Linked DNA regions of Oryctolagus cuniculus: region 1 is linked to region 2. The links are chromatin contacts, called in public Micro-C maps. All regions are on one chromosome and are shown on one strand. Each heading gives the region's core, a stretch centred on a gene start, on an enhancer-like site or on the middle of the called end of the contact. The rest is flanking DNA. Distances are from core to core; before and after follow the strand shown. Region 1 has its middle 28 kb from the start of PLEKHA1. Region 2 holds the start of DMBT1 (deleted in malignant brain tumors 1).

Region 1 (2,700 bases), core at 18-2,517, 220 kb after region 2:
TCTAATTCTGCCTGTCAAAAAAAATTTTTTTTAATTCTCTTTTAAGAAGCTCCCATTTGTAAGAAGGGCTTTTAAAATCATCGCAAGAATTTCTGTCTAGAGCAAGTGTTTGGTCCAGTGCTTAAAACACCACTTGGGATGCCTCCATCCCGTGTCAGTCCCTTGGTTCAAGTCTTGCCTCCAATTCCCATCTGCTTCCTGGTAACGTGCACCCTGGGAGGCAGCGGATGATGGCTCAAGTACCACACAAGTGGGAGGTCCACCACCCATGCAGGAAGACCTGGACTGAGCCCCCAGCTTCTAGTTTCGGCCTGGTCTAACCTCTGCTTTCGGGGAGTGAACCCGTGGATGGAAGATGTCTTTCTGTCTCTCTGCCTGTTTCTCGCAAATATATATATATATATATATATATATATATATATATATATATACTTGACAGGCAGAGTGGACAGTGAGAGAGAGACAGAGAGGAAGGTCTTCCTTTTTTCCGTTGGTTCACCCCCGCTACGGCCGGCACACCACGCTGATCCGAAGGCAGGAGCCAGGTGCTTCTCCTGGTCTCCCATGGGGTGCAGGGCCCAAGCACCTGGGCCATCCTCCACTGCACTCCCTGGCCACAGCAGAGAGCTGGCCTGGAAGAGGGGCAACCGGGACAGAATCCGGCGCCCCAACCGGAACTAGAACCCGGTGTGCCGGCGCTGCAGGCGGAGGATTAGCCTATTGAGCTATGGCGGCGCCGGCGCAAATATATTTAAAAAAAAATTCTGTCTCCAGACTTCTGCTTCCTAGGTTCAGAGACCTTGTGCATACTGTGGCTATCTGGATAACCAGAGCCTCACCGGGATGTACAAATTTTACTTTCAACTGCTGCGCTCCGAGGCTCTGCCACTGAACTTTGCGAGGCGGACCGCGCCCCCTAGTGGAGAGAGATGGATTCTCGGGATTGCCGCAGCGACTGACGGGCAGGAGGCGCCTGGCTGCTAAGTAAGGTTGTGTCAGTTTCCACTTCTGAAGCCAGCGCGGGGCAGCGGGGTCACAGGGTCGCTCTCGGGCACCGGGGAAGGAAGAGAATCGGGCACGTGGCTCACAGTGAGAACCCCTACGTCCCTTTTGAGCTTCTGTGTCAAGATCCCCCAGAAAGTTGGGGCGCAGGCTGCACAATCAGCCTTGGCAGCCAGGCTCAGCGTCACCCGTGCGCTGGTTCCCTCCAGCCCCTCCCCTGGGAGACCAAGCCCGGCCTGCCAGGCCCATTTAGGAGACAGCCCTCAGCCCGGCCCACTGCGCCTGGAGGAACCCATGGTATTTCCTGCAGACAGCAGCCGCTCAGAGGACCTGGCCTGCCTGCGGCAAGTGCTTGGCACGTGGGTCTGTCACATGCATGGCCCACAGGTATTTGCTGAACACCTGAATTAGGCACCCCAAGACTTCTCAGCGAGACTTGGCAGGGATTGCACACAGACGGGCTAGTGGCCAGGCCTGAGTTGGAGCTTGGGACAAGGAAATGCCTGGTCCTTTCTTATCAGATGTAGAAAATTCACCTACCTCCTGGGGGAGGGGTGGGGTCAGGGAGATGGCACCTGTGTCTCCGCCACAGAGAGGCTCAGGAAGCGATTTCCAGCCAGAATCGTCACCCCTGCACAGCGAGGTGGTGGACATGACAAGGGGCCCCTCTCCCCATCACCCCAAGTCCTAGCACCTCTTCTCGAAGGCAGGAGATAGTGCCCAACCCCCAAGGCCCTTACCCTGTCAGCTGTGGGGGTCACCCTGGCATTTGGACCCCTCATGTCTTTACTGCTCGCTCTAGGGACACGTTGTGGGCATTGCTGCTTTGCAAGGTTCACCCTTGAGGATCCCTGGTGCACGAGTGTTCATGTTCCAGGGGGTTAATTGTTGCTGCCCGCAGGAAGTGGGTGTCTCTCCAGTTTTACGATGCTTCCAAGCCATGCCCCAGACACCAGCAGAGCTGCTTTCCAGAGATTCTGGATGTCACTGTCCCTGTTACCCTGTAGGGCTCTGCTAACTGTCACACCCCACTTTCTCTAGAGCCCCGAATGCCCAGCCCTGAGACGTCTGTCCAGTGACACTGTCCCTTGGTGACATTTCTGATGTCACACAGTTTGAAGGTGAGGCAAACACATCCTCTCCTTCCTCCCCAAATGCAAGGAATTGCCAAAAAGTCATGGAAAATCTGTACTATGAGAAAAGCAGGCAAAAAGCTTTTGCACCAAAAGAAATGTACCTTTTAGCTGCATTTTCCATGAACTTTGGGAAATCCGCTCCTACAGCACTCCCTATTAAAGAAACCATCCTGTTTAACGAGAGAGGGAGAGAGAGAGAGAGAGAGCTTGTGAGCAGGTTCTAAGGAGACATGGATAATCCCATTTTGAATGCAAATCAAAATTTGTCAAGGCCAGCAGCCTTGGATTTTCTTCTCTGTGATTTTTCTCTTTTGACAACATGTGTTATTTTATAGGCGTTATATTTACTGGTTAAAGAAGTGACACTATACACACCTCTGAAAACAGACCCCGGCTCCCTGTGAGGGCCTGGGCAAGTTTTTCAAACACGGTGCTCCTAACTCTGTGACCCCAGCTCTGCTTAAACAGTTTTCAAACTGAACAGCCAGGCTAGACCACAGCCACGACAGTTGGGGTGGTTGCCCTGAGGCGGGAGGCGTGGGGAGCTCACCTGCTCTCTCGG
Region 2 (2,700 bases), core at 65-2,564:
TCGATGAGTGTGCGTCTGTGTGAGTGTCTGGATGTGTGAATGTGTGTCTCCTCTGTGTGTCTGAGAGGTATGATTTGTTGTATACGAGTGTGTGTGTGTGAGTGTGTCTTTGTGTGAGAGGTATGATTTATTGTATACAAGTGTGTGCATACACATGCATATGTTTGTCTATTGTGTGTCTTTATGATGTGTCTCTGTGTGAGTGTGTCTGCATGTATGTAGATGTGTTGAGATCCACAGTATTTAGAAAGAGGAACCCTATTTAGCCAGCTGGAGGCAGGCAACAGCCAGACTGCCAGGCAGTGGGAACAGCATGAGACAGGACCACGGCCAGACCCGGCACTACTGAAGGGGGAAGTGCAGGTTATCCCAGGAAACAGAATAAAATCAAGGGTAGAAAACAGGAGGAACATGTGGGGAGCTGAAATCCAGGGGTTGTCAGGCTGTGGGGAGACACAGCCACAGCAGGGCATGGTTTGGTACCCTCCAAGAGACAGAGGAAAGGAGGGAGAGAGAGAGAGAAAGGGAGAGAAAGAGAGAGAGAGAGAGAGAGAGAGAAAGGCAAATGGTCCTGCTCACACAGAATCTCAGTAAACTGACACTGAGACTCAACAGTCACCGGGCCTCCCCACCAGCTCTGTCCCCGTCACCACCGGACGCTCTGAGAACACAAAGCCAGGCCTGAGGGATCAACTGCAAATCACTGGTCTAACAGTGACAGCCACGGGTCTGGGATCCTGATCATCTTGTCTGTGTCAGTTACTTGGCCTGATTCGCTCGGCAAATACTGGTCTCAAGCCAGACACGGCTGCAGGAGGAAGGCGCATGGCGGGCGTTTGCAGGGGAGCCTCTTCTGCCAGTTTCCAGAACACACAAAGCATGTACTTAACCAACAAGGACAAAGTCGAGGCTTCTGATCAGTAAGCATCCCTCTTCCCTGAACCTCAAGGATTCTCCTAAGCCCAAGCAATCATTTCCTCTCCTTCATCATACGTAATGATTGGTGTGGTCTAACTACAACCCTCTGTCCTTCTCAGTCAAAAGCAAAATTAGAAAGCACTGTTCCTTCTAAACACTTGCCAGCCACCACGAATACCAACCACGAATCACCCTCGAGGTGGAACAAGTAGCTATCACTCGCCACGGCCGGGTTCGCAGGAGGGAAGGTCATGAATACAATTAGACGTATACCTTGAGATAGAGCTGGACCCCATAACAGACTGAGTGCGAGGACAGTGGAGATGTCCATGGTGCTGGCTTCCTCTGCACCTAAGTGGTGTTTCCTTGGTATTTATGGGTTCCTGGGTGAGAGGAGGCGTGTCCTCTGAGGTGGCATAATCACCCTATCGCTGCCATAAATCAATCTCAAGGAAGTGAGGGGCTGTGCTGACGGTCACTGGCTAATCTGAGGGAGCAGCTTAGGTGTGTTTGATTGATCGCTGCTTGAATGACCTGGCCGTGGCCCAACTGCAAACACACCAGCATTGGCGTGTGATTTCCAGCTTCCTCCTAGGGGCACCCCCCAGGCTACCAAGCGCTGCCTGAACACGGGCTTGATCTGCGCCTTGGAGAGTCTGAATGAACCTGTGGGAAGCAGGATGTGGGCTGCTGCGCAAACACAGAACACCATGCCAAAGGGGAGAGCTCATTTGTCCTGGCCCCTGTGCGTACAGCCTGCCTCGGAGGAATGAGGATGACAACAGTGCAGACGTGACGGGGGAGCAGAGGGCACGAGGAGCAAGTCAGTGGAGGCCGCGGGTCTGCCCCAGCTCCAGCCACCGTCTCCTGGGACTCTCACTAACCCCAGAGCACAGGAGCTGAGAAACATGTGTCCTCACACTGAACCACCTGCGACCAATTCACAGGGTTTGGAGTTCTCGTCCTTGGCATTCATGCTGTATAATGCTTGGAGCTGGGCAAAGTCACGAAGCCGGGCCCCAGCCTTCGCCCACCTTGCAGAGAATGCCATTCCTCGGGTTTGCTTTGCAGCCAGCACCTCACTGGATGGCATCTCCATCACTAGACTTTGACAATCCCCTGCCAATCAGCCAAGAAGGCTGCCTGCTCTCGTTTAGTGAGACACGCTGGGCGGCTGGCGTGTTGGTAAGAAGCAGGCAGCTTTGCAGGACATCCCCGTTGTCCCATCTGGCATGAGCAGTGTCCTGCCTCTTAGCTGTGACGCCAGGACTAGCGGATGACACGCTGACTTCCTGCTGCTAATGAGTAGTGTCCGAGCTTCTTTCTGGAGGGCACCTTGAGCCTAGGGCTTGTGTCAGCCACCAGCCAGGATCAAGGGTGCATTCGGCTTCACCCAGATGAAAATCATTCAAGCTGCAGTTTCCCCTGTGACCCCCCAGCTTCTGCTGTGGTTCTTCTGAGGAACACTCATGCTCCCAGCTCTGTTCATTCTCTCACTGCCTCCAAGCACACGCGAGAGAACGACACAGGGCTGCACATCTGCTAGAGAATCCCTCTCAGCAGACACGCATCGATGATGATCGGTGGGTTCCTGCAGCACGGGGCTCAGAGTGGTTATGAAGCTAGGTCTGGGATCATCAGGAAGAGTGCTGTGACAGACTGGCAAGATCTGCCTTGAGCTTGGCAGAGGAAGGTGCTGGCAGGACTAGTATCTGTGAGAGAAGTGTCCCTTCCTCTCAGATGCATACAGCCTGGTCTTAGAGACAAGGGCAACAGGGGCAC

The links. Hi-C and Micro-C count contacts between places; a contact is called where the count stands out from the background.
Region 1: a contact with region 2 is called in a Micro-C map of ear pinna, with 5 times the contacts expected there. The contact joins the enhancer-like site here to the promoter of DMBT1 in region 2. A contact is called at or near these places in 3 of 6 Hi-C or Micro-C datasets (ear pinna, psoas muscle and an unstated tissue).

Annotation. Positions count from the first base shown.
Region 1 is chr15:8,704,389-8,707,088 of mOryCun1.1, forward strand. No RefSeq gene overlaps it. Among named protein-coding and RNA genes, the nearest start is that of PLEKHA1, 28 kb to the left of the region's middle. Within about 2 kb of position 1,268, at least 1 of the 8 cell types and tissues checked has an H3K27ac peak or open chromatin away from gene starts, as enhancers often do.
Region 2 is chr15:8,480,205-8,482,904 of mOryCun1.1, forward strand. It overlaps DMBT1 (deleted in malignant brain tumors 1), which reads right to left and starts at 1,315. Exons shown (of 33, transcript XM_051824338.2): 1 at 1,192-1,315. The coding sequence starts at 1,249.